Linked DNA regions of Mus musculus: all the other regions are linked to region 1. Evidence: chromatin contacts called from public Hi-C, HiCAR-type and promoter capture Hi-C data. All regions are on one chromosome and are shown on one strand. The core of a region is the stretch at or near the end of the contact, and the rest is flanking DNA. Distances in the headings are between cores, read along the strand shown. Region 1 holds the start of Mocs2 (molybdenum cofactor synthesis 2). Region 2 holds the start of Snx18 (sorting nexin 18). Region 3 overlaps Cspg4b (chondroitin sulfate proteoglycan 4B). Region 4 has its middle 36 kb from the start of Hspb3. Region 5 holds the start of Arl15 (ADP-ribosylation factor-like 15). Region 6 holds the start of Mtrex (Mtr4 exosome RNA helicase). Region 7 holds the start of Cdc20b (cell division cycle 20B).

The links. Promoter capture Hi-C pulls out the DNA fragments that hold promoters and counts their contacts. A called contact is a pair of places that touch in the nucleus more often than the background predicts. HiCAR-type assays count read pairs that join an accessible place to other places.
Region 2: a HiCAR-type map of astrocytes shows a contact between it and region 1, with 5 times the contacts expected there. The contact joins the promoter of Snx18 here to the promoter of Mocs2 in region 1. A contact is called at or near these places in 10 of 39 promoter capture datasets (the 3T3-L1 cell line, 3T3-L1-derived adipocytes, the C10 cell line and 6 more), 2 of 484 Hi-C or Micro-C datasets (Sertoli cells and liver) and 3 of 115 datasets of contacts at active chromatin or transcription factors (astrocytes, large pre-B cells and stem cell-derived neural progenitor cells).
Region 3: a contact with region 1 is called in a promoter capture Hi-C map of hippocampal neurons, with 5 times the contacts expected there. The contact joins the enhancer-like site here to the promoter of Mocs2 in region 1. A contact is called at or near these places in 4 of 39 promoter capture datasets (the 3T3-L1 cell line, cranial neural crest, hippocampal neurons and 1 more), 1 of 484 Hi-C or Micro-C datasets (cortical neurons), 1 of 115 datasets of contacts at active chromatin or transcription factors (astrocytes) and 1 of 9 other capture datasets (embryonic stem cells).
Region 4: a contact with region 1 is called in a promoter capture Hi-C map of hippocampal neurons, with 5 times the contacts expected there. The contact joins the enhancer-like site here to the promoter of Mocs2 in region 1. A contact is called at or near these places in 13 of 39 promoter capture datasets (the 3T3-L1 cell line, 3T3-L1-derived adipocytes, the C10 cell line and 9 more), 3 of 484 Hi-C or Micro-C datasets (the 3T3-L1 cell line, the HPC-7 cell line and cranial neural crest) and 1 of 115 datasets of contacts at active chromatin or transcription factors (embryonic forebrain).
Region 5: a HiCAR-type map of astrocytes shows a contact between it and region 1, with 4 times the contacts expected there. The contact joins the promoter of Arl15 here to the promoter of Mocs2 in region 1. A contact is called at or near these places in 7 of 39 promoter capture datasets (the 3T3-L1 cell line, 3T3-L1-derived adipocytes, cranial neural crest and 3 more), 3 of 484 Hi-C or Micro-C datasets (B cells, Th1 cells and forebrain), 7 of 115 datasets of contacts at active chromatin or transcription factors (the 230-238 cell line, the NIH/3T3 cell line, astrocytes and 4 more) and 1 of 9 other capture datasets (liver).
Region 6: a contact with region 1 is called in a Hi-C map of B cells, with 5 read pairs. The contact joins the promoter of Mtrex here to the promoter of Mocs2 in region 1. A contact is called at or near these places in 4 of 39 promoter capture datasets (hippocampal neurons, liver and pre-B cells) and 1 of 484 Hi-C or Micro-C datasets (B cells).
Region 7: a HiCAR-type map of astrocytes shows a contact between it and region 1, with 2.5 times the contacts expected there. The contact joins the promoter of Cdc20b here to the promoter of Mocs2 in region 1. A contact is called at or near these places in 1 of 39 promoter capture datasets (pre-B cells) and 1 of 115 datasets of contacts at active chromatin or transcription factors (astrocytes).

The regions. Positions count from the first base shown.
Region 1 is chr13:114,816,871-114,820,097 of GRCm38.p6, reverse strand. Mocs2 (molybdenum cofactor synthesis 2) reads right to left here and starts at 1,861. Exons shown (of 6, transcript NM_001113374.1): 1 at 1,775-1,861. Gm34790 (a long non-coding RNA gene) reads left to right here and starts at 1,874. Exons shown (of 3, transcript XR_382937.4): 1 at 1,874-2,164.
Region 2 is chr13:113,617,217-113,620,476 of GRCm38.p6, reverse strand. Snx18 (sorting nexin 18) reads left to right here and starts at 1,913. Exons shown (of 2, transcript NM_130796.4): 1 at 1,913-3,260. The coding sequence starts at 2,082.
Region 3 is chr13:113,335,689-113,338,909 of GRCm38.p6, reverse strand. All of the region lies in intron 5 of Cspg4b (chondroitin sulfate proteoglycan 4B), which reads right to left. Among named protein-coding and RNA genes, the nearest start is that of Gm41070, 27 kb to the left of the region's middle. Within about 2 kb of position 1,854, at least 21 of the 459 cell types and tissues checked have an H3K27ac peak or open chromatin away from gene starts, as enhancers often do.
Region 4 is chr13:113,697,846-113,701,013 of GRCm38.p6, reverse strand. No RefSeq gene overlaps it. Among named protein-coding and RNA genes, the nearest start is that of Hspb3, 36 kb to the right of the region's middle. Within about 2 kb of position 1,428, at least 13 of the 459 cell types and tissues checked have an H3K27ac peak or open chromatin away from gene starts, as enhancers often do. A contact at or near this core is called in hippocampal neurons, where this site is marked.
Region 5 is chr13:113,793,216-113,796,724 of GRCm38.p6, reverse strand. Arl15 (ADP-ribosylation factor-like 15) reads right to left here and starts at 2,217. Exons shown (of 5, transcript NM_172595.4): 1 at 2,029-2,217. The coding sequence starts at 2,076.
Region 6 is chr13:112,926,073-112,929,527 of GRCm38.p6, reverse strand. Mtrex (Mtr4 exosome RNA helicase) reads left to right here and starts at 2,148. Exons shown (of 27, transcript NM_028151.2): 1 at 2,148-2,298. The coding sequence starts at 2,171. Dhx29 (DEAH (Asp-Glu-Ala-His) box polypeptide 29) reads right to left here and starts at 1,848. Exons shown (of 27, transcript NM_172594.3): 1 at 1,555-1,848. The coding sequence starts at 1,735.
Region 7 is chr13:113,033,993-113,037,599 of GRCm38.p6, reverse strand. It overlaps Cdc20b (cell division cycle 20B), which reads right to left and starts at 2,221. Exons shown (of 12, transcript NM_001281487.1): 1 at 2,159-2,221; 2 at 1,824-1,886. The coding sequence starts at 2,221. It overlaps Mir449c (microRNA 449c), which reads right to left and starts at 1,617; the gene lies at 1,509-1,617. Mir449b (microRNA 449b) reads right to left here and starts at 181; the gene lies at 102-181. It overlaps Mir449a (microRNA 449a), which reads right to left and starts at 66; the gene lies at 1-66.

The DNA.
Region 1 (3,227 bases), core at 612-3,111:
CACCGACAGGTTGGGAGCTACTGGTATAGCACCTTCCGCACAGAGCAGAGCTCTGGGGGAAACCTCTCTCCGCAGGCTGAAGCAGCACCACTCGTGTTCCTGGGACAGTGTCCAGCCATTCTATAGCTCATCCCGACAGGGCTTCAGGGAAAAATAATAAGTTTCATTTCAGATTTTCAGGGGCCAGTGAGAAATTTTCAAATATTATAAAACCCAAGCTCAGAAGCATGTAGGGTCTGTTATACTTCATTTTTCTTTCAATCTCAGAAACTTTTGAGTATTTTAAAAGAGAGAAAAGGACAGAAAGGTTTATAATGTATCTTTTTAACAGCATCTTTCAATTTTTCATCTTAGGCTATAAAAGGCAGAACTTGCATTTTTCTGTCTTAGAAATTAGAAAAATGATTGTAAATTACATAAACATATCTAGGGGGCATCCACTTGACTGCTTTTCTAGTAAATTATCTATGGTGTTCCTTGTGGTACTTGGATGTTTCTAAATACCAGAGTTTTAAATTTTCAAGAATTTTAAAAGAACTAGTACTCTTGTGTGAGAACACACATACGCACACTCACACGTAATTTACACATTTTAGAAACCTTTACATGTTCATCATATGCACTCTATAACGTTAGCTACCCAGGATGGAGACTCTCTAGCTCCTTCCACAGCTCTGACGCTTTGATTTCCTGTGGCACAGAAATGGTCTCCGAGCGAACTCCGGCTATTTCAGCACTTTTTGCAAAATACAACACGTCAATCTGAAAGGAGAGAGGATAGTCTAAATAACCCGCACCAAGAAGGCTCCTCGCTCCCCAAATGCAATGGCTCACAAAACTTCAGTATTGGCCTGGTGGTGGTGACACATGTCTTTAAACCCAGAACTGGGGAGGCAGAAGCAGTCAGATCTATGTGAGTTCAAGACAAGCCTGGTCTACCAGAGTGTAGTTCTGGAGAGCCAGGACTACACAGAGAAACCCTGTCTCGAAAAACATAAACAAACAAACAAAACACTTCCATATATCTATAGATTCATATTTGAGACAAACGCTTTAAAATCACTTCTGATTTCTGCCTACTGTTCAGACCTCTCACAATCTCAAGCTTGTGTGGCAGCATTAAAATCCTACTAAATTTCCTTAGAAAACATGCTAAGTCTGACTTGACACGGAATCGATTCTTCCATCAGCCGCGAAGCAGAGACAGAGGTCTGAGTCAGGGGGTGGATTACACAAGTAAATTAAATAACCCAGTCAGCAAAGGCCTAGCTTTCATTTCACAGTGGTCAAATGACCTTTGATTCCGTCCTACATTACGATTGAGTTACAAAACACAGAACATTTGACATGCAGCAAAGCAAATGGGCTTGAATTACAGGATCAACTGGTAGTTTCTAGGCCAAACCCGTGTAATCAGCCTGGGAACTAAGGGACCTGACTGTGCACAAGGTCTCACCTGTCACTCAGTACAACTCGGTCTCTCCACAATAATCACGGCTGCTGCAAACTATCCTGAGCCTGTCAATCATTGGGTGATGCGCATTTCCTCACAATAATTCCTAACTAGGAGCGTTTTAATTTTAAAAAGTGTCAAAATAAATCATCCGGAATGGTAGGGAAAAAAACCGTCTAGGTAATCGGTCGTGAAGGCCATGACCTGGACACCAGAGTTCGGGGACAGAACTTGACATTCAGCGAGCAGCAGGCGCAAGACCCGGAACCCGGGAGGAGTTAGAGAGGAAGGGGCGCCCCAGCCGCGCGAACCAACTCTTACCTGGCACCTAGGAACCATCCCGCTACACACCGCGAAGCCAGTTCTCCAACCCCTAGAGGCGCCGGTGACTCAGAGCGCATGCGCAGCCGGATGCTCCACCTTCTGGGTGGTGCTCAACCCCGGGCGTGTGGACACTGCGCCTGCGTACACTTCGCTCCGCCCCGCCACGCCTCCTGCACCCACAAAAGTTTACTCTGCTTTTGGATCCCAGTGCTGCGACCTCTTGTGTGACCCGGCAGGGTGGCCTTCCCCAGGCTAACCTATGCGGCCCCTCCATCCAGTGTGGGATCCGGGTTCTTATTCGCAGCGTGGAGACGGTATCTGACTGTCACTTCAGTGTTTTAGGCGCTCAGGAGTTTCTGAGCCAGCGACCCCATCCAGACTTCCTAGGTACACATCTCTGCCTTAGTTGTCGCGTGGGTACGTGGATTTAAGTGGCCCTCGCTGGGCGCTCAGTCCGGGTTAACCGTAACTGTGTTCCAACTGTAATCTTAGTAAAAACCTTACCTTTCAGTTGAGAGTGGCGGGGGGCGTGGCTGGGTCACCTGCTGTAGGAAGTCTCACCGAGGAGATTCTTGTGCCAAATACATTTGCCAAAATAGTAACAAATACGGAAGGAAAGGACATTTCACGTTCTGTGTCAAGCTATGGGAACGTAAAAATTGGGTAATAAATTTCCAGAAGGAAAATAGTTGGCAAGATGGGTGTACTCAGTTCAAGGAAGAAATAGAAATGCAGAAGGGGAAGGGTGGGCAGAGGGGAGTAATAAGCCCGATTATGATTTGCATCAACATTTATTTTGATAAGGTTGCTAAACATTAAGGTTAAATATTTATGTCCACATGCTGTTAGGTAAACGAGGAAACTGACAGTCACTCTGGGCTCCTGGGTCGTTTCCAGTGACAGCAATGAGCAATATCTTCAATAGGCTAAGAAACAATGCATAGTTCAATGTGGTTTTGCAAACAAACTGGTGCATATAAAGGCTAGAGCCTATCATTCCTGCTTGGGGGCGGAGAGGGCAGGTGGGACCTCAAAAATTGCCTAAGAGCTCTTCCTAAAAACTTCCTTTGGTGGACTCAGAGATGAGACAGGGTTAAGCCTGTGCTAGGCTGCTCTGCCAGAGGACGCAGGTTCAATTCCCAGCATCCACATAGGCGGTGCTCAGACACTCATACAGGCAAAACACCCACACACATAAGAAATAAAATCTTAACAAGGACAAAGACAAAGCTCAATAATGTTTTACTCTATTCAAATATTAAAAATCCAATTATGAGACCATGACATCAGGATAATGCCATTCATTTTGAAAATATCCTCTTTATTCTACAAGATTCTTAGGGCTGAGATGTTGCTTAGTGTAAAGTCACAATCCACAGCACTGAACAGTAAAAATTTTTAAAATTCTTTTACAAGTTAAAAGAAATAATGTTTTCAAATGGCACACATT
Region 2 (3,260 bases), core at 664-3,163, 1.2 Mb after region 1:
GGTCCCCTCCCTCCCAAAGCCTGATTCCTCAAGAACGCAAGTCTGTAACCTTTCTCTCCGAGGCTGAGCACTCACAGAGCCATGCACACTTAGAACATGCGCACTGGGGGTAGAGAGCATGCGCACTCGGGGTATCACTATTCCCCCCCACACACACACCCCCAACACGCGGAGACCCTTAGCAATCGCTTCTGCAGTTGCACAACCCTTTTGAACAGACTTTCACGTAAACTCATGGAATCATTATACCTGAGATAAGCCTGAAGTTACTGTAACTAACTCTCGAATTTAAAGTTTACTACTGACTAATCCGTTGTGTTTTATCTGGACCATCCGAGGTGAATATCTCATGGATCATACATAATTTAAGCTGTTCAGTTGGTGTTGACTTTATGTTTCCGACTATGGCAAGTTGAATCTCACTGATTGGTCTCCACGACAATCGTCACATTCGGAATTTTGAGCTGAAAGTGCTTGCTGCACTTCAGAAAGAGCTCAGGAGATTGAGTTAAGGCTGTGCAATAGGAGGCCCAGTGCGGGTGCCGAGTGTGGTGTACTTTCGTTAGTGGCTTTGAACAGGATGCTAAGTTAGCTGCCGTGCTTAGGAGAATGGAATCTTCTGGTCTGATTGCTGGATTGCCATAGAAGGGGTCAGAGGGCAGGCGGAAATTCATGACACGTGACTGTAGAACTCCAGTTAGAGGTATCCTCAAAGGATTAGGCTAGACTCAGTAAGCGGAGCGTGAGAAAATAAGCCTTGGGCAAATTACATATTGAAGGAAAAGATTTGAAACAAGGCAACCACGGGATATTGACATACGTCTATTAAACTCTCAGGAAGTGATTTTTGATCTACTTAACATAAATTTATTGAAAAGGAGAGGTTTTGTCAATGACCTAGGAGGAAGTGTAAAGTTGTAAGCCTGTTGCGTACCACACCTATGACAGCTCTAGTTATAACTAGTTCTAGGACCCTTCTTTCTCTCTTAGAAAAGAGGCCAGAGATCGCGTTTCCCCTCATAACAGCCGCAGCCAACAAGTGGACAGTGCTTACCGAGTATATTAGCATTTCACTTCAGTCACCTGTAAGATAAGAAAGCCATTATCACACAATCCACAAACTCTCAGAGATAAGGACAGCGCAAGTGACAGGCTCAAGGTCATACAGCCAGTCAGAGCCAGAACCGAGCCTGGCTCCTGCGCCCTGGGCCCTGAAGCCTGAGCTTTCATTCGCTGCACGTGTGCTAGCACCCAACTCTGCACGTTCACTGGAGACTTCTCAGCTCTCTTTCCCTGCACCACCCTTGCCTCTGGTCAAACAAGGATCTTCCCGAATTCCAGCTTTGTTCCAGGCTCCACTCCTTGTGTACAAGATCAGAGAGTACAGGAAGGAAGGGAACCGCACCTTTAGTGACAAGATGAGGATCTTGTGAGTTACTACACATTAACCCTGGCAAAGACGTACTTATCAGTGCAACAGCTAATCTTCTTTGTGAACGCCTTTATTACAAGCTTGGGTTAAGGTCATTTTAAGAGCATTTACTCTGAGAAGTAACAGCTGGCTATCGTAGATATAAATAATCTATTTAAAAACAACAACAACAAAAACCCCAAAAACAACAAAAAACAAAAAAAGAACAACAACAAAAAAAACCCTACCCCACATTTTCTAACGTACAAATCTAAACAATTTCAGATAATTCACTTCTGAAAGCCTCCCACCCACCACGTGGTCACTCAAGCGCGCGCCTTTTCCGTAGCCGCCACAAGGTGGCAGCGGCGGCCGCAGAGTCGGCGCAGGCACGGCTGCTCGGCCGTCGCTTGCTCTCGTCTGGCACGCGGCTCTCGGCAATGGATTAGCTCTGCTGGGGACGTGGGCGCTCCGGGCCCCGCCCCCGGCCGGCGGCGGCCCCGAGTTGCAGTCGCTGCTGCGAGCCGAGCCGAGCTGCACGGAGGGCGAGAGCGGAGCGGGGAGCGGACCGGTGCGCTGCCCTCCAGGCTTCCCTTCGGCGTTCGGGGGGGGGATCCTGACTGCAGGGGCCCTCGGACCGGCCCGAGCTCGGGGCGCCGGGCTCGGGACCATGGCGCTGCGCGCCCGGGCGCTCTACGACTTTAAGTCCGAGAACCCCGGTGAGATCTCCCTGCGGGAGCACGAGGTGCTGAGCCTGTGCAGCGAGCAGGACATCGAGGGCTGGCTCGAAGGGATCAACAGCCGCGGCGACCGCGGCCTCTTCCCGGCCTCCTACGTGCAGGTGATCCGTGCGCCGGAGCCTGGCCCTCCGGCCGACGGCGGCCCGGGAGCTCCGGCCCGCTACGCCAACGTGCCGCCCGGCGGCTTCGAGCCTCTGCCCGCCGCGCCACCCGCCGCCTTCCCGCCGCTGCTGCAGCCGCAGGCGTCACCCGGTTCCTTCCAGCCGCCGGGCGCCGGCTTTCCCTACGGCGGGGGCGCCCTGCAGCCGTCGCCCCAGCAGCTCTACGGTGGATACCAGGCCAGCCTGGGCAGCGACGATGACTGGGACGACGAGTGGGACGACAGCTCCACGGTGGCCGATGAGCCAGGCGCGCTGGGCAGCGGCGCGTACCCGGACCTCGACGGCTCGTCGTCGGCGGGCGGCGGTGCGGCCGGCCGCTACCGCCTGTCCACCCGCTCGGACCTGTCTCTGGGCTCCCGCGGCGTCTCGGCGCCCCCGGCGCACCAAGCGTCTGGAGCCAAGAGCTCGGCCACGGTGAGCCGCAACCTCAATCGCTTCTCCACCTTCGTCAAGTCGGGCGGGGAGGCCTTCGTGCTGGGAGAGGCGTCAGGCTTCGTGAAGGATGGGGACAAGCTGTGCGTGGTGCTGGGTCCCTACGGCCCCGAGTGGCAGGAGAACCCCTACCCCTTCCAGTGCACCATCGACGACCCCACCAAGCAGACCAAGTTCAAGGGCATGAAGAGCTACATCTCTTACAAGCTGGTGCCCACGCATACCCAGGTGCCCGTGCACAGGCGCTATAAGCACTTCGATTGGCTGTATGCGCGCCTGGCGGAGAAATTCCCAGTCATCTCGGTGCCCCATCTGCCTGAGAAGCAGGCCACCGGGCGCTTCGAAGAGGACTTCATCTCCAAACGCAGGAAGGGTCTGATCTGGTGGATGAACCACATGGCCAGCCACCCGGTGCTGGCGCAGTGCGACGTCTTCCAGCATTTCCTGACCTGCCCCAGCAGCACTGATGAGAAGGCCTGGAAACAGGGTAAGCGGAAGGCTGAGAAGGATGAGATG
Region 3 (3,221 bases), core at 605-3,104, 1.5 Mb after region 1:
TATGGTACTATGTGGCAAGCTAGGTTCTTCTGTGTGTGTATCACCAAAGATACACACTCAGCCCAAATGTAACTTCCAAAAATATTAGATTTACTTTATTTGTATGTATGCATGTCTATGCATACACATATGTGTGCAGGTGCCCTGGGGAGCCAGCAGAGGGAATCTGATCCCCTGAAGCTAGAGTTATAGGTAGTCTTGAACTCTGCAATGTGGATGCTGGAAGGCAAACTGCAGCCTGCAAGAGCCGAAAGTGTCCTAATCAGTAGGCCATCTTCTCAAGCCATTGAGTGTATTGTTCTTTAACACTACTCTACTTTAACACTATACTAAAGCCAGCCCAGTTCCATTAACATCATGAAGGCTATTTCCTATCACACACTGCATATATTGCTTTACTTCACATTACCCATCATGGGAGGGGGCATTTACCTGTTAACAACTTAATTTCTGACTGTTTCTCTCTCAGTCTAAGGACAATAGCTTTTCAGTGTCTACTGGAAATACAAAATTAACAGTGTGCTCAGATTACAAGGACGTAGGCTTAATTTAACTTGTGGAAAAGCCACGGTTTCTATAAAATATATACGTGGGCCTGTTTAACAGTACCATGACTGCCAGTTTCAGGCTTTACATTTTTAAATCATTCCCTGTAGCTTATTTTTATTTCTTCAGGAATGAAAATTAACTTGAGAATGTGCTGTCATTTTCCTTCCTGTAACTTGTAGACCCTGATTATTTTTTCCCAATCAGGAGCTTAGAAGAGTTATTTTTCCACTGTAGTTCCTCTAAGGCCAAACACTGCTTTCCCCTGTCACCTCTGGAATATACCACCTTCTAAAACAAATGGGGAACCTGTCACTAGCTCAATTAGCAGTCCCATTGCTTCAAGGGAAGCTCTAGTTTAGAGCCCAGCATTGGGTCACAGTAACTTCAGATATGTGGAGAGAGGGACAGCAATGAGCTCAACCTTGAAGCCAGATTTGAAAGTTATGTAAGGTTCAATAAGCAAGTGTCTGAGGACAAACCACACTTGCCCTGAGGACAAGCCACACTTGCCCTGAGGACAAGCCGCACTTGCCCCTGGGGGTAGTACACGAAAATTCACCTCTGCTTGTTAGAGGAAGAGAGGCTGACCTCCTGAGTTACCAACTGTGTCTACCCAATGTCATCATAGTTGTGCTATCAACATTTAAAGACTCTGGCCTTTGGATCAGGTTTCAGGGGAGTTGTATAGAGTACTCTGATGAGCTGCCCTGCTGTGTGGCATTCTGGAAGGCCACTGACTTTTACAGCCTCCACGCTTCCACTGCACCTGGTTTGCAAAGCTCCTTCTAGTTATTCTAAATAATTGCCAAAAACAAATAAGTGTGTGTGGGGGGTGTATCTCCAAGGGACAGTCCTTGATTTGCACACACTGGGTCCTGGGTTCAATCCCCAGCACCATACAAAGCCAAGCCAAGCCTATCTTTAAAGTAAAAACAAGGCAAAGCATTATAGTATTATATTACAGGTCTTTTTTGAAAAATGGGAAAATGAAGCCCCCTCGTGGCCAGAATTTTATGTGGCCTGTGTAAAACACCACTTAAACTCAAAAGCACTCTTAAGAATGGATTTGAAATGTAAGTGAAGAAAATATCTAATAAAGTAATTTTAAAAATCGAACGACAACAACAAAAAAAGAAGGATGGATTTCAGAGCAGAATACAAAGGAGTCACTAGGGATAGCATAACTCTGAATCTGCTTTGTCAGAGCACAAATAAATGACCCCATTCATGGCCCCCAATTCCCTTAGAGATGGGCCCGCCCGCCAGCCCTGCAGTTTAAGGATGTGTCTTGTTCCTGCAGGAGAAAGGCCTCACTTGAAACCCTACACCAGAGAAGGCAATGCTTAGACTCTGCTCTGAATCCCCAACCAGAGTCCACCATGCCACCAGGATCAATTCCCACCTCTCCCACGCTCTTCTCCAAAGCAGACTGGGGTGGACACCCTTGCTATCTACAGGCCCTGGCAAGACTGGGAGGAAGAAAGCCATATAAGGTCACCTGAAAGCTTTAATAAAATGCAGATTGGAGAGAACATGAAATCTGGGTCAGGAAAAGGTACCTGCTACCAACCTGAGGGTCTGAGTGTGCCCCTGGGACCTGCATAGTCGAAGGGGAAACCAACTCTTTGCAAGTTGTCTTCTGACATCAATACTTGTGTATGGTGTGTGTGTGTGTGTGTGTGTGTGTGTGTGTGGTCCCTTTACCGTATATCCCAAATAAATCAATGTGATTTTAAAAACCCATAAATCTGAAGGCCTTGTGGAAGTCACATTTTGCCTCTGTCCCAGATTCTCTCTCTGCTTAATGTTGTTATTTGGGCTAGTCATATCTACTGCCCATATCACACATCCCACCACTAGTCTCTCCAGCCCAGACCATGCTCATTATAGAAGTAGCTTACCTCCAAGCCACACCCCAGCCCTTTACTTCACCCCTACCCTTAACTCTGTGGGAAGCTCATACTTCCTCCAGGTTCTTGGGTTCCTATACTGTAACTGTGCAGGAGAAAGCAGTAGTGCTTCATTGTGATCACAAGTTCACACCTTAACTCTGCTATATCCCCGAGGCTCTGTCTGTCTGTCAGCCAGTCTGTCTCTCTTGCAATCTTAGCCAAGAGTCTCCTGTGCTATAGTTTTCCCCTTTTTTCAAATAAAAACGATACCCTACAGAGTTGTTGAAGGCTTGTGTCACAGGCTGAGCCCAATACCAGGCACAGAATAAACATTTCAGCAGTATTAGCTACCGTGTGACCAGAAAGTGGTCATTATCTTCATCAACCAATTGCTCTGAAATAAAGAGAAGAAATGCTGCTGTCAGAAATGATCCCTACATTTGAGAGGAACTACCCACACATCTGCTACTAGACAGTGTGCTCAGTTAGCCGTGGCTTTAACTAAGTGCATATGCTGTCCACATTCACATCCAGAAAAATGGACAGACCTGATAATCCTTTAATATTATTGGGAGTTGATTCATGACACTCCCTGCAGTGTGGTCAATGCGCTTAGCTGTTCCATGCTAATTTGCCATCATTGCCAGCCACTCTGGTGGGAAAGGGAGAAATAGCTTGAAAACAAAGATAACTGGGGGCAGAAACTAATAGCATATCTTGGATCCTGTGAACTGCCTAGAGCAGACTTTCTAAGAGACGAAGGCTAATTCCTGGCTGCTG
Region 4 (3,168 bases), core at 179-2,678, 1.1 Mb after region 1:
AGGGATGCTGTCTACTATGAGAAGTAATGAGAGAAACAAAATACATTTGCAAGATGTAACGAGACAGTCATAGAGGCGCAGGATGGATAACGGCTGTTAAAACGGTCAGGCAGAGGACAGAGATTCGCATCACATCACTGTGTCAGGCTGGAACCCCTGCTCATCTCCTGCACAAGCTGGGAAACCCTGTCTGCCTCTCCCAACTCTGTCTAGAGAAAACTCCCTCGCTCAAACACATCATCACCCTTGTCTCTGTGTTTCCAGCAACCCACCCAAGAGTGCCCGCTCAGGGGCTCATTTTCTGACCATGTATAGACATAATCCCAGCTCCTAGCTCTCGAGTCATCAGCCTACACCAAAGACCCATAAAACCCCCTTGCTTTAGCCTGGATTTGTGACTTCACAGACCTCCACCTGTGAGATTGGTGCACCCACCTGAGAGCTGCCTTCTAATAAGCCTGCATTATCTACTTTTAACCCGGTCTAATCTGGCCTATGTCTGTGTCACCGTGGGATAAAAAAACAAAACAAAACAAAACAAAACAAAACAAAACAAAACAAAAAACAAAAAAACCCTATCACAATGTATTGGCTTAACAGATTACTTGTAAATAGCATGATGGGGCTCTTTTTAACAATCACAATGGAAAAATATGGCCTTTTCTCTTTTGGTAACTGAAATTACTGTCTAATGATTCCACTATTACTAGCACATGTGACTCTTGTGCTAACACTTCATAAATTATATGAAATGACCTGTCTTCTGGTTAACATGGTTAAAATGGAAGTTGGATCTAGAGATTCGACTAGATTCAAGTTAACGCTGACACAAAAAGAGCTAAGTGACACTGTGAGAAAGCAACTGGACACATTGCGCATGCGTAGGCACGCGTGCCTTCTGTAACAGGATTGGAATGGGCTTCAGAATAGAAAGGAAGACTCTGCAGACACTAAAGGGGCAGAAACAAATCCAACACAAGGTCTTTGATTGGATTTTGGTTAAAAAAGCACACATTGGGTGAATGTGACTATTATTGTTCAAATACGAGGCGGGGGGTCTTCACAGGAAAGACACAGCAAAGTAAAAAGAACTCAGTCATAACTCATTTGATGAAGAGACTGCAGAGATGTATGGGCAGGGTGAAGGAAGCAGTATGTTGCTGATACATCGTGGCTTGGCAGAGAAGCCAATGCCTGCCCTTCTGAGAGCAGAAGGAGCGAGCCTAGGGAGAGTGATGAGCTCAGAGTAGCTGCCTAACGAGAGAGTGGCAGATGCAGCCAACGCCATGGCACTGACTTGGTGGGGAGAGGAAGAGAAAAAGCAACCTGGCTCCTCCCCGGCTCTGACCCCACTTTCTGGTTCTTGCTTAGTGTGCCTCATTGCCTCGCCTGTCTATGGGCACCTCCCATTGGTTGATGTTGATTGGCTGTAGAAGCCAGCCTCTCCCGGATCAGAGCTGAGTAGATAAGCCATCTGAGGATCAAACGCCGGGGGAGTCTAAAGCACAGCTGGGTGTTCACAGTGGATTAGAGAATTATCACTAATTGTTAGGTGTGATAACGGTGTTGTAATTATCAGAGACTGAACGGCTTTAGGTGTTTTTTAAAAAATGCATGCTAGAGTATTAAAGGATAAAATGCACGATGTTTCACATTTGTTTTGAAATGGTTCAGCAGGACATGCCAGTTTAATGAAGTGATAGATACGAAACAAGTATAGGAACCGGTATATTGGACTTTTTTCCTTCGCCAATGCCAGCTTTACACATTCGGGCTCCAGTTATGTCACACATGAAGAAGTGGTTCTTGCCCCTTTCTCCTAAACCAGCACCTGGCATGCAATAGATGCTCAAACACGGCATTTGTGTTTGTCTTGTTCACACACCCCTCTCTCATGGATGTTCATATATCCTGGATGTTTGAAATAACCTTCTATCATAAAGAAATTTATTACATGATTTTTTTTTTTGTTTTAAGAACAAGGACAGCTGTAAGGGGTAAGAGGGCTATCAACTAATATAGTACAGTAGTCAATCCAAGAAAACTAAAAGAGCTTTGAATTTAAAGTACCATGTGTATTTCATATATGGAAGCTTTAAAAGTCAGCTAAATGTAGAGTAGCCATGGCTGGAGATTGGGAAGGGGGTGGGTAGCTGGGGAATGAAAAATGAGGTTATTACAGACCATATGGATGTGTAGAAACATCAGTCTGAGCCTTAGTAAGGTGAATAATTCATATCCATCCGTAAAAGTGAAAAAAAAAAAAAAGAAAAAAACAAGTTCCAAGCGAGTAACAGAAAGGAAGTCGCTTTCAAAAGAGGAGAGAGATGATAATGGAAAACAGGAAGTCGGTAGAGGGGGTGCTTTGGTTTAAGGTCCACTGTTCACCCTTCCTGTCGTTAACAACCCCCCCCCCATTTTATACTTTTCCTTTCTCTCTGACACAAAAAAGAGGGGTAGTTAGGAAGATTGTGGATCATCAGGTTGCCATCCTTATTAAAAGCATCTGTTGCCAAGTCTATCCACCCATATTTTGGTCTCTTATTGATGAACCTCTTGAGAATTATTGTCTTTCGAGCCTTTAACCCTCATGTTATTAAGATAAATATATACCTGTGTAATCTTTATTACTTCCTATGTCTCTAAACAATACACTCGGGTGGTGCAGGGTGATAGTCGTCACTGAACCTAGACCCACCCTTTGGTCTTTCGCAATCCTGTTGAGGTGGGCTGCTTGGTGTGGTGAAAAGCCCGGCTAGCTCAATCAGTACAGCATAGGACTTTTAACCTCAAGGTCGTGGGTTCCTGCCCCACATTGGGTGCCAAAATGTAGCATAACCAATTTAAGCTTATCCCTGACTAGCTTACAAGTAAATGAGAGTCAGACTTTGGTTATTTTATTTGGCTTTGACAATTACTGGGATGTAACCCCTAATGTATTCTTCTAACTCCCCACCTTGCTACTTCCCCAGTGGTATACCCCAGATACTTGCTGTTTCTCCTGACCACGTGCTCATGGTTCTGGTCTGTCTCCCCTCATAGTGGCTTCCTCTCTCTTCTTGTTCTTCCTCCTTTTCCCCTGGTCTCTCCTCCAACTAGGTCACTCCAAACCCTAATCCCTCCAGTAATTGGCTATATCCAATTTTATTTAACTTTTAAGTCAAGGAA
Region 5 (3,509 bases), core at 968-3,467, 1.0 Mb after region 1:
TGGTAGACAAGGAGAATGGAGCGATGTATCTCACGGTTTTCTCTGCGAGTGGGTCAGCGGGAAAGCACAGTAAAGCAACCTCTCGAACTCCAGAGTTTGTTTTGTTTCCCCTCTGGTCCATTTAGTGGGGAAGGACTTTCTTCAGTGTTTTCACAGGGATACCTAACACACTCATAAAACCTGACCTGTCTCCTTTAAGACTTTGTTTTCTCCCCCACCCCACCTCCAGTATAGCCCCTGACTTTTACGGGACAGTTAGCTTCAAGGCACTTGGGAATTATTGAAAGCACACTGAAGTGGCCAAACAATGATTTTATACGAAAGCCAAAAAAAGGTGTTAGGGAAACAGGTAAAACAGATGGGCCAAGTCAAAGTGAAACCCAGGGCCCAGTGACAATGACCTAAACTCCCAGGGTAACCTTATACCTACAAATATTCATCCATCTACTCTGAACCCATGTCTACATGGCAGGTGACCTGAGCAATCTGCAATGCTGTTTTCCCTCAGGTCTTTTAGTGGGCCTGCTACCTCAAAGACAGCTATGTGCTGAAGTACTACAACAGTCTCAGCAGATCATGAGAATCCACCCCACCCCACCCCCCACCCCCCGCCCCGAATACCTCTCCGAATCACTAAGTATCCAAAATTAGCAGTACAGGTAAGATGCCCTATACTTTCTTCTTATTTGGTAATTTTTTTTTCTCAGCAAACTGGCGTTTTGTGGGGCAGATTACAAGACATAGCCATAGCATGATATGGGTAAACTACAAATCAACCAACCATTTAACTTTCAAAATAGCCTCCTGGACATATTTGAGAATCATCAACCTACAAGGACGCTTAAAGAATGTTCACAGATAGCCCACCTAACCTGGCGCAGCGATAACACCCCTTTATGACAAAGATAGAAGTCACTGCCATGAATACATAGACAGCAAAACCAAAATTCAACTGAGACTCTGACTTCGGCTCTGTTCTCAAGGTCGCGCACTAACTGGTCTCCATCCTTGCCAGTTTCTACACACCTGAATAAACCCTCATACACTGGTAACGTTACAACGCAGCCCTCTCTTTCTTGGTCTGGAAAGTATTCGGTCTTTCTCCGTACAGCCTTAAGTGTAATTCCTAGAAGGCACTGACAAATCTCTGCTAGGCCAATCTGCAGTGGAAAAACCATGTGTCCTACAGGATGACAGAAGGGCCAACACTTCTAACCCTCTACTTCAGCACTGCATGGCAACAGCCGTTCGTTCTGACACCATCCACGCAGAAAATGGGCAGGATCGAACACGGTTCATGTCAAAAAGGATCTGCTTGACCACAAACAGGCAGCTCTGTGGAAATACAATTTCTGGAACGAAAACACGAGGCTTGCACAATTCTAGAAACACGTCTAAGTGTTCCGTTCCAGCGCTGTGCTAAAAAAACTTTTCCTACCTAAACTTCCCAGCACGGGGCTGATCTCAAACCGATTGCCAAACCATGCACACCATGCACAAAAGCGGCGTGCACCACAACCACAGCCGCGGGGCAATGCCTGTCCCTGCCCAATCCTGCTCAGGCCGGGTTGCAATGTGGTTTAGTCCAGTCTACTTTCTGGTAATGTGTTTTTAAAATCCCGCCACGACCCAGGTCATTCCTTTAGAGATCTAATAACGACCAAATGACCGGACCTGCCAGGCACTTAGCGAGCCATTCTGCTTATGGCTCTTTAATAGCTCTTGGAGTTCTGCTAAGAGGAGAGCGGAAAACTCCAGCTTCCCCGGAAAGAAAGTCCTGCGCCGGGAGCGCGGAGAGGCGCGCGGAGCGTGGCCCCATCTCCCGCAGTCCCGCCGGTCCCCTCCGCGCCTTTACCTGTCAGCCCGTCCTCTCCCCCCGCCGCCGCCCCTCAGAGCCAGCCCCGGGAGAAAGCAACCCAAGGCATCCCATCCCAAAGAAAGAAAGCCGAGAGGCTGCTGCTCCAGGCAGGGGGCCATGGGCCACCGCGAGATCCGAGAGGCGACATGCCGCCGGCGCCCCGCACCTACCAGATAATCCATGTACAGAAACGCCTCAGTTATCCGGAGATCAGACATCCGGCAGCCTAAAGCATCCGGAATGGCTCCGAACCCGGAAAAAAAAAAAAAGCAGCAGCGTCTCGGGCTGCCAGCGAGCAGCTCCTGAAAAAGCCAGCAACAGCGAAGATCGCCGAGAGCAGCCGAGGAGCCGAAGATTACACCAGGGAAGCGACGATTGGCTGGGAGGGCGGGCCGAGGAAAAGGAGCGCGCTCATTGGCCGGAGTGTCTATAAAAGGCAGTCCCCCCGGTGGAGGGCAGCAGAGAAGCGCGGGACCCGGGACGGTGCTGGTTCCTGTTTGCTGGGGGAGGGGCGGGCGGAAACGCGCTGCGGCCCCGGGAGGCCGACTCTCAGCCTCTAGTCCGCTCGAGACCCGGCAAGCAGCCTGCCTGAGATTGAAGAGCAGCGGCGGCGGCGTCCCCGCCCACCCCTCCTTAAGAAAGCAGCCCAGGGCGGTGGGAGGCAGTTGCCCCGAGCGCCTTCCTGTGGCCTTGAAACGCCCTGGACCTGCGGATTAGAAGGGCAGACACCTTAAAGAAGGCAAACTGTGCAGTACTGGGGACTGCATTGACCCTCCAGGGTGTGGGTGTCTGCTACGGCGGACAACTTGAACTTGACCTTCCTGCGGCTCAGCACCAGTGCAGTCCAGACTAGGAACCTAGAGACTCACAAGTAAATTGATCACCCCAAACATTGAAGGAGACAGGCATCTGATCTTTGCATGCTTAATCCAATGTACCTGAATAGAATGAGCGGTGGGATTGTGAAAGTCCTCTAAAGGACCCAAGTAATACTGTTTGTGAACCTTATCTTAGGAAAAACAGAGCCGGTGCACTTGAGACTTGTGCGTTTCCTAAATTAAAAAAAAAAAAAAGAAAAAAAGAAAAAAAAAAGCAAGCCGGGCGGTGGTGGCGCACGCCTTTAATCCCAGCACTTGGGAGGCAGAGGCAGGTGGATTTCTGAGTTCGAGGCCAGCCTGGTCTACAGAACGAATTCCAGGACAGCCAGGGCTACACAGAGAAATCCAGAGAAACCCTGTCTCAAAAAAACAAACAAACAAACTTGGGGCCCGGGCAGTGGTGGTGCACGCCTTTGATCCCAGCACTTGGGAGGCAGAGAGGCAGGCGGATTTCTGAGTTCGAGGCCAGCCTGGTCTACAGAGTGAGTTCCAGGACAGCCAGAGAAATACAGAGAAACCCTGTCTCGAAAAACCAAAAAATAAAAAATAGAAAAATTTTAAAATTTTTTTAAAAAAGAATTACTTGGAATTGAGTGAAAATGGGAGTCAAGCGAGATAAAGACAACGGTCAGTTCTGGATTTTTTTTCTTTCACCTCCAAGATTCAGGCTAGAAAGGACAGTCAAGGCAAAGGTGAGACAAGATAAGCATGCCATTTGGAGTTGGGTATGGAGAGGAGTAAAATATAGAATGGCAAGAAAATAAAAATCAAAA
Region 6 (3,455 bases), core at 899-3,398, 1.9 Mb after region 1:
TAATTTAATTCTTTCCCCTTAACTTTACCAAAGAATTTAAGATCTCAAAGTTAACATCTTAGGAAAGGGAAAGGAAAGGGAAAGTGAAGACAAACACTACAACAAATGACTGTCAGGAACTTGAAAGACTTCAGTGAGAAGTCAGTAGTAAAAGAAAAAGATCTTAGTCTGCAGCGAGACAGCTGTAGAATTCTCAGGGAGAAATGTGTCATATCTGAAACTACAAGTCTAATAATTTGCATTTATAGAGGATTACTTTCTAGGAGTAAGTGCGCCATGCCACTAGCTTATTTTCTCATAAATCCCCCACCACACATACACACACACACACACACACACACACACACACACAATGCTCCAAGCTTTTTTTTTTTTTTTTTTTTAATATGAGTACGCTGTAGCTGTCACTGTAGCTGTCTTCAGATACACCACAGAAGATGGCATCAGGTCTCATTACAGATGGTTGTGAGCCACCATGTGGTTGCTGGGAATTGAACTCAGGACCTCTGGAAGAGCAGTCAGCGCTCTTAACCACTGAGCCATCTCTCCAGCCCCCTCCAAGCTCTTTCTTAACTCAAGATCTTGGGAATGTTATTCCTACCATGCTTTACAGGATTAACTTCTAGACAGCTTCTAATTTCAGCTCAACTATCACTTTTCATGACTCCTCACCATTGGGGGGAAAAAAACCGAAACAAAACACCCTGCTAAACACTCATGGGCATGCTCTCTCTCTCTCTGAAGCTTAACAACTATAAAGCACGACTGTCTGTGTGATTAGTAAATTAGATTCCTAAGCTGCTCTGGAGCGAAGGTTTCCATTTTTTTCGGTCTTATTATCACCAGTCAGATGCTTGGTATTTATGTATCAATAAGCACATATGCTTGCAAGTTTTTTGTTATAGAAAAAAATTACTGCAAGCAAACAGATCAAACAGAACAAAACAACATATAATTTTGATGTTTTTGAAACTAGCTGAAAGAGTGGCCGTAACTAATCACCTTCAAGTTATCAAATCAATCTGCAGGGTAAGCAAAAAAATGCAAGGATTTGACAAGCATAGAATTTTACTGTAAGTCAATCCAGTGTCCAATGTGTAAAGTGTGGTTATTCTTAGGAAACACTGACTTTTCTGGAACATACAAGGATATTTATGTAGATAGATGCTGAAGAAGACATTAAGATCTGACAGAACATGGAGCTGCATCAAGCCAGAAGCACTTCCCTTAACAACTCTCTTAACTAGCGGAGCGGCTGTTCTGACAGCTCAGAGTGGATTCCTGCTGAACAACAGCAGATGCCATGACTCCGTTCTTAGAAGGAGAAAGAAAAAAAAAAAAGAGTGAGTTAGAAAGGCGAAGCCACGCTGTAACAGAGTTACTTTTGTAACTTTAATGGCCAAAGGCCCTTAGACCGATCTACAAGGCCACCCCACCCACTGCTCAGGTGTGGAAGATGTCTAAGTTTGGATCTCATCAGCTCACGTTGTGAGTCTTTGCTGGACAAGAAGCAGGGTCTGAGGGCAGAAGGCTGGGCACTGGGTCAGGGCTTACCTTGCTTCACTCGGGGCTCCCGGGCGCCGGTGGGGACGGCGGGCGCCGGCCTGGCCACCGGCTTCTTGCTCTGGGCTTCCCCAACAGCTCCGGCCTCTGCACTTCTGGCTCTGGAAGCAGACACGGCGGCCCGCATCGCCGCAGCTCCCGGCGCCTTGTGTTTCTTATTTTTGCCGCCCATGTTTCAGCTGCAGGAGAGTAGTCTTCCAGATCCAGATCCCCGCTGCGGCACAGCAGAAGCCCGAGAGCTCTTCACGTTTGCCGGCTCCCACGCCTCCACCCAGCCTCCTCCATCCGGGCTCCGCGGCTGGGGCTCCGGCTCAATTGGCCCGTGTCCTCAGACTCCGCCTCTCGGCTCCCGGGAGCGAGCGGCATGGCTGCTGTCGTGCGCCACTGGTCGCTAAGTTTTTAGTCATTGAACTGCCGGACTCGCAGTGGTTGGAAGAGAAAAGGGGCAGGACCCAGACTAGAAAGGAGAAAAGTCACGCGGGGCTCAAGGCTCGCTCACTTTTGACTCCTCCGGGCCACCGTCGAGTCCCCCCATTCGGCGTCACTGTAGGGTACGGTCGCGGGGCCTCTTGGGTAGGAGGGAGATTCGGTCTCAGAGTTCCGAAAGATGGCGGATGCTTTCGGGGATGAGCTTTTCAGCGTTTTCGAGGATGATTCGACCTCTGCAGCAGGAGCCAAGAAAGACAAAGAGAAAGAGAAATGGAAGGGGCCACCAGGGTCTGCAGACAAGGCCGGGTAAGGAAAACCTCTGAGCTCTTTTTCTTCTCGTTCTTCTTGTTTTTGATGCCGGTAAAGGAAACACGACTCAGACGAGGAGCACAGAAAGTGTTTGAATGGAGTCAAGAGGCTAAGGAGATTGAGGGGAAAAAAAAAAAAAACCGTTGGGGAGAGAGGAAAGGTTGATTTTGCGGGAGGGAGGGCGGTCTCGGTGTTCGTGCCTGTCCGGCCGCAGCGTGGCTTCCTTAGGCCATGCTTTGGCTGTAACCCCAGCTTAGCAGGCCAGGTACGGCTTTGCTTGCGAGGCGGGGCTTGTCACCCACAAAACCTCTCACATAGTCTTTAAGCAGCGAGGCACTAGATGAGCCAAGGGGGAAGACATGTAGGGGGTTCTTAAACCGCGAAGGCAAATCGCTACCGAAGGAAGAGATTTAATCTCCAAGTTGTAGTTTTCCCAAAATAAATTAATAATAATAATAATAATAATAATAATAATAATAATAATAATAAAGTCAGATTCAGGATATCGCTATGTAAGTTGGGCAGCCCTCGAACTCGAGATCCTCTTATTTCAGGTCCTTAGGGTTGGAATTCCCAGAGTGCCCCTATGACACTCGGTCAAACTAGTTTTCTCTTCCGTTAGCGTTTTACACTTGATGATTGATTCGGTCCGTTATTACATGAGTAGTTGCAAAGTACTGGTTTAAAAAAAAAAAAAAGCTATGTCTTTCTGCTTCTTACCTGGAATCCAGTCATAAATTAATTAATTTAAAAAATCATTGCTCTAGGGCTGAGGACATGGCCAGTGTAAAAGACAGCTTTCTGTTTGAGAATGAGGACCTAGTTTCAAATCTCTAGTACCCACATAAAAAGTGTGAGCACTGTAACCCCAGCACAGTGGGGCACAGAGACAAAAATTGTTGGGCCTGGCTGGTTGCTAACTTAGCCTCTTGGTTGTATAAGTGAGAAACGCTGTCTCAAGGGAGTAATGTAGGATGCTGGAAGTCCTCTGGCCTCCACTGTATGCTCAAGTGTAGGCGCCACACAAAGAAGACACAGAATTTCCCTTATTGTCAGTTACCTTCAGTTCTCAAGTTGAGGAATTTCCTTCACCACACTGACCCTTGGACAAGTCTTTGGAGCATTTTCTTAATTGCTGATTTATGTGGGAGGGC
Region 7 (3,607 bases), core at 972-3,471, 1.8 Mb after region 1:
CATGTTAGCTGGTGCCGCTCACATACTCAACCAGCTAACAATACACTGCCAAGCCATCACACACAGGCAAGACAGCGCACCTCATTAACAAGAAGAACCCAGCCAGAAGGAAGTGGCAGGGTAGCTGTGGCTGCTGGCCTGACCCAACGCAGCCAGCTAACAACACTGCCTACCCGAGTCTGGCAAGTTCGGATTTTCACAGTCTGTGGAGTGGCTGAGGCTAAGTTTCTAACAGAAAGACACTGCTGCAGAGCTGCTGGAGTGTGGTGGCGTGGATACGGAGAGCAAGGGAACTCTGAGGGAGCCAGTTTTCTCCTTCCACCATGTGAATTCCTGGGATAGCATGGCAGTAAGTGCCTTTACTGAACCTTCTTGCCAACCCCAGAACTCTAATCTTAGTAACTGAAGAGGATTTATAGAGAAACCTTGTTTAATGTCTCCTAAACTATAAGAAACAAAATTTATATTACCAAGCTATACCCATGTTTTAAAAAAAAAAACTTTTAAGAACTTTAAATGTGGTTTTTGATGTTTTGTTTGTTTTTCCCCCTTGGGGGTGGGGGGTTGATTGGCTAATTTTTTTCTAGACAGGTTGTTTTTGTGTTTTTTTTTTTTTTTTTTTTTTTTTTTGTAGCCCTGGCTGATGTGGAACTGCTGTGTAGACCAGGCTGGCCTGGAGCCGGGAGATCCACCTGCCTCTGCCTCCCAAGTGCTGGCATTAAGTGCTTGACTAAGAACTCTGTATTCTTATACTTGGGTTTTCCAAATTTAATGTTAAGTTAAAGATGTTAGCAAAGTAAAAATGAATTAACAAAAGTTCAATTGAATTAGGCAGTAAAGTATCTAGAAGATAAAATAATTTGGGCAGGAAACATAACTAAAGACACAATGTAAAGGCTTTTAAATGTTATTTCTCTATAGGTGACATTAGTCACTGCATTTTAAAAGGCCAGCTATATATTTGATTTCAAGCGTCACTGATTGAATATAGAAAAATGTATGTTATCTAGAAAAATATTCAAATGGTGAGATTTTAGCTAATAATCTAAATTTAAAAGCATGTGGGCTATTTGGTGTAAAGAGAAGTAAGTGGTGCTAGAGATGTGAGTCAGATGAGGATTTAACTTTTTCATCCATTAAAGAAAGTACAGGAGCTGGAGAGATGGCTCAGCGGCTGAAAAGAGCACTGGCTGCTCCTCCAGAGAACACAGATTAGATTCTCAACACCAACAGGGCGGCCCCCAAAAGCCTGAAACTCCAGTTCCAGGCGATCAGAAGCCCTCTTCTGAGCTCCGCGGACACCACGCACACACGTGATGCACAGATATAAGTGCAGGTAAATAAACACAAGGTAATAAAAATGAGTTTCAAAAGAACACTCTTTTAAAAAGAACTGCAAGCTTTGGGTTAGAGCTTTAAGGGGCAGAAATACTATATTGGATCCAGCTTTTAGTAGCTGTCTTGAAGACACCTCCTTATCCACCAGATGGCACTATTTCCACGTCTTTGCATGCTTCTGAGTGCAGCAGAGGGTAGTGCAGCTAGCAACTGTTGGGATAAAGTTCTAACAGCCAGCTAGCAATGCACTGCCTGCCTGACACACCCACACTTCATCCTCTGTGGAGCCGGACACTGGGAAGCGCCCGCTAAGCAGGTATAAGTAGCTACATCAGTTGTGAGAATCCATTTCTTAAGTCTTCAGATTCTGTAAAGGTTTTTAATTTGTATTAATTCTCCCATAATTCCTGCAAATGCCTTCTATAGCAAGAATTAATTTGCTCGAGATCAGAATGAAGACAGAAGGGCAAGCCCAGAAAACTCACCTTGGGGGAACCTTGATTTCGCTGCTGCTTCATGCCGTTGGCGAGCACCCGCATGATGTTCTCCTTTGGAAATAGATTAACATAAGAAGGGAGAAAACTCTAGGAAAATCGTCACGGAGAGTGGGGAATTGTTTTGAATCCTGGGTTTGCTGATTCACTCATTCTTTCTAAAGCAACCAGGTATCTCCAGAACTTAAATTTCACACCGTTCAAAATTTAAACTAGGCTGTAGAATTTCATGGCATCTTTTGGTCCTTACTGGGTATTACAAACCGTACCTTCTGCAAGAAGCCCCATGGGAGGGTTGGGTCAAGAAAGAAAAGGATGGTACGCACCCACAACATCTCTTCTTCCGTCCGGATCTTCCTCCGGGCGGTGCGTTGCAGTTTCCACTCCATCTCCGAGTGAGTGCGCTGTTCCTGGACGCCTTGCCTCTCCCCCTCAGGGGCTAAGCAGGACCACGACTTCCCAAACCGCTAGCCTCGTCCCCCTAAACCCATCAAACCTGCCCTCCTACCCCCGAGACCCTCGCTCCTCCCACAGCTCCTGGAGCGTATTCCCCAGGGTAACCTTTAAAAAGCCCGCGGGGCGGCAATCAAAGCGGGAACCTCCTTCCGTCGGTCCCGCCACAGGCCAGCGCCTCGATGACGTCAAGTCTGGGGTGTCGGGGTGCTCGCTCGGGTCCCGCCCTCCTACCCGCGCCCCCGCACTGGGCCTCCCGAGCGGCGCGCGCCGCAGCGCCAAGCTTTGCCGCGAGCAGTGGCGGGCCTGAGCCTCCTGCCCGAGCCCGCAGGAGGTGCGGAGTCGGCGGGTAGAGAAGCGGGGTTTTTGGAGTTCACTGTTGTTTTCAAAAGCAAAAACGTTTCGTCCTAACTGACTCTAATCCTTTTTTTCCGTTCCCCTCTCCTTTTCTTCAACCCCACCCTGATTATCAAATTTGGACGCGTGCAGTAATTCTCACCCTTCTGTTTACTGCTTAGTGATAATCGCTTGTGAAAATTCCTGAACGTAAACATGTCTCTCAATGAGCATGTTAACTCCTCTGTCTTCAAACTCAAACTCAAAAAAGGGGGGGGGGGTGTCTAGGCTGCCGAGAAATGCGTTGACATTTCCAATTAATAAATTATCCGCACTGTCCACTTGGGGAATTGGGGAACTGGCCAAGTTCTCTTGCTGGATCTTGGGAGCTACTTCATAAGCAGGAAGTTTGTGAGAGAGGGAAAGAGCCAAGGAAAGCCAGTGAGACAGCTGACCAGGCCTAGGACTGGATCGATCATGAAATTGCTCGAGGGTCTGGAGGGACCTGGAGACGACTGACAGACAGGGAGCCAGATGGGCTGCTCAGCCTTGCCTGCCCATCTGAGCTGCCAAGGCAAGCTGGGCCATATGGCAGGAGACTAAACTGTCTGAGCAACCTAGGAGGTCCAGCAGCCAGGTTCTCTGCTCCCAGGTCCCCATCCCAAAGTGACAGCAGATTGCATTTTAACTCTAATAAGTTGTTTTGTGCATGCTGGGGCTAGGAGATTCAAACTGCTCAATAACTTAAGCCCACTCTAGTACGTCTGAAAATTCAAGAAATACCGGCTTCGTAGCAACCCAGCTCCCAGTGTTCCAATGACAACGGTTGAAAATGTGTGCTGGTAACCCCACATGAGATTTGTCAGAATGCTTGTATTAGAATATCTTTCTTACCCCACAAGAATGCTACTTTTCTTGCAGTGTGATCAAATGCTTACTCATTCCAAGCCCCAGGAAATCCCTTCTGCAAGCATTAAGACTCAAAG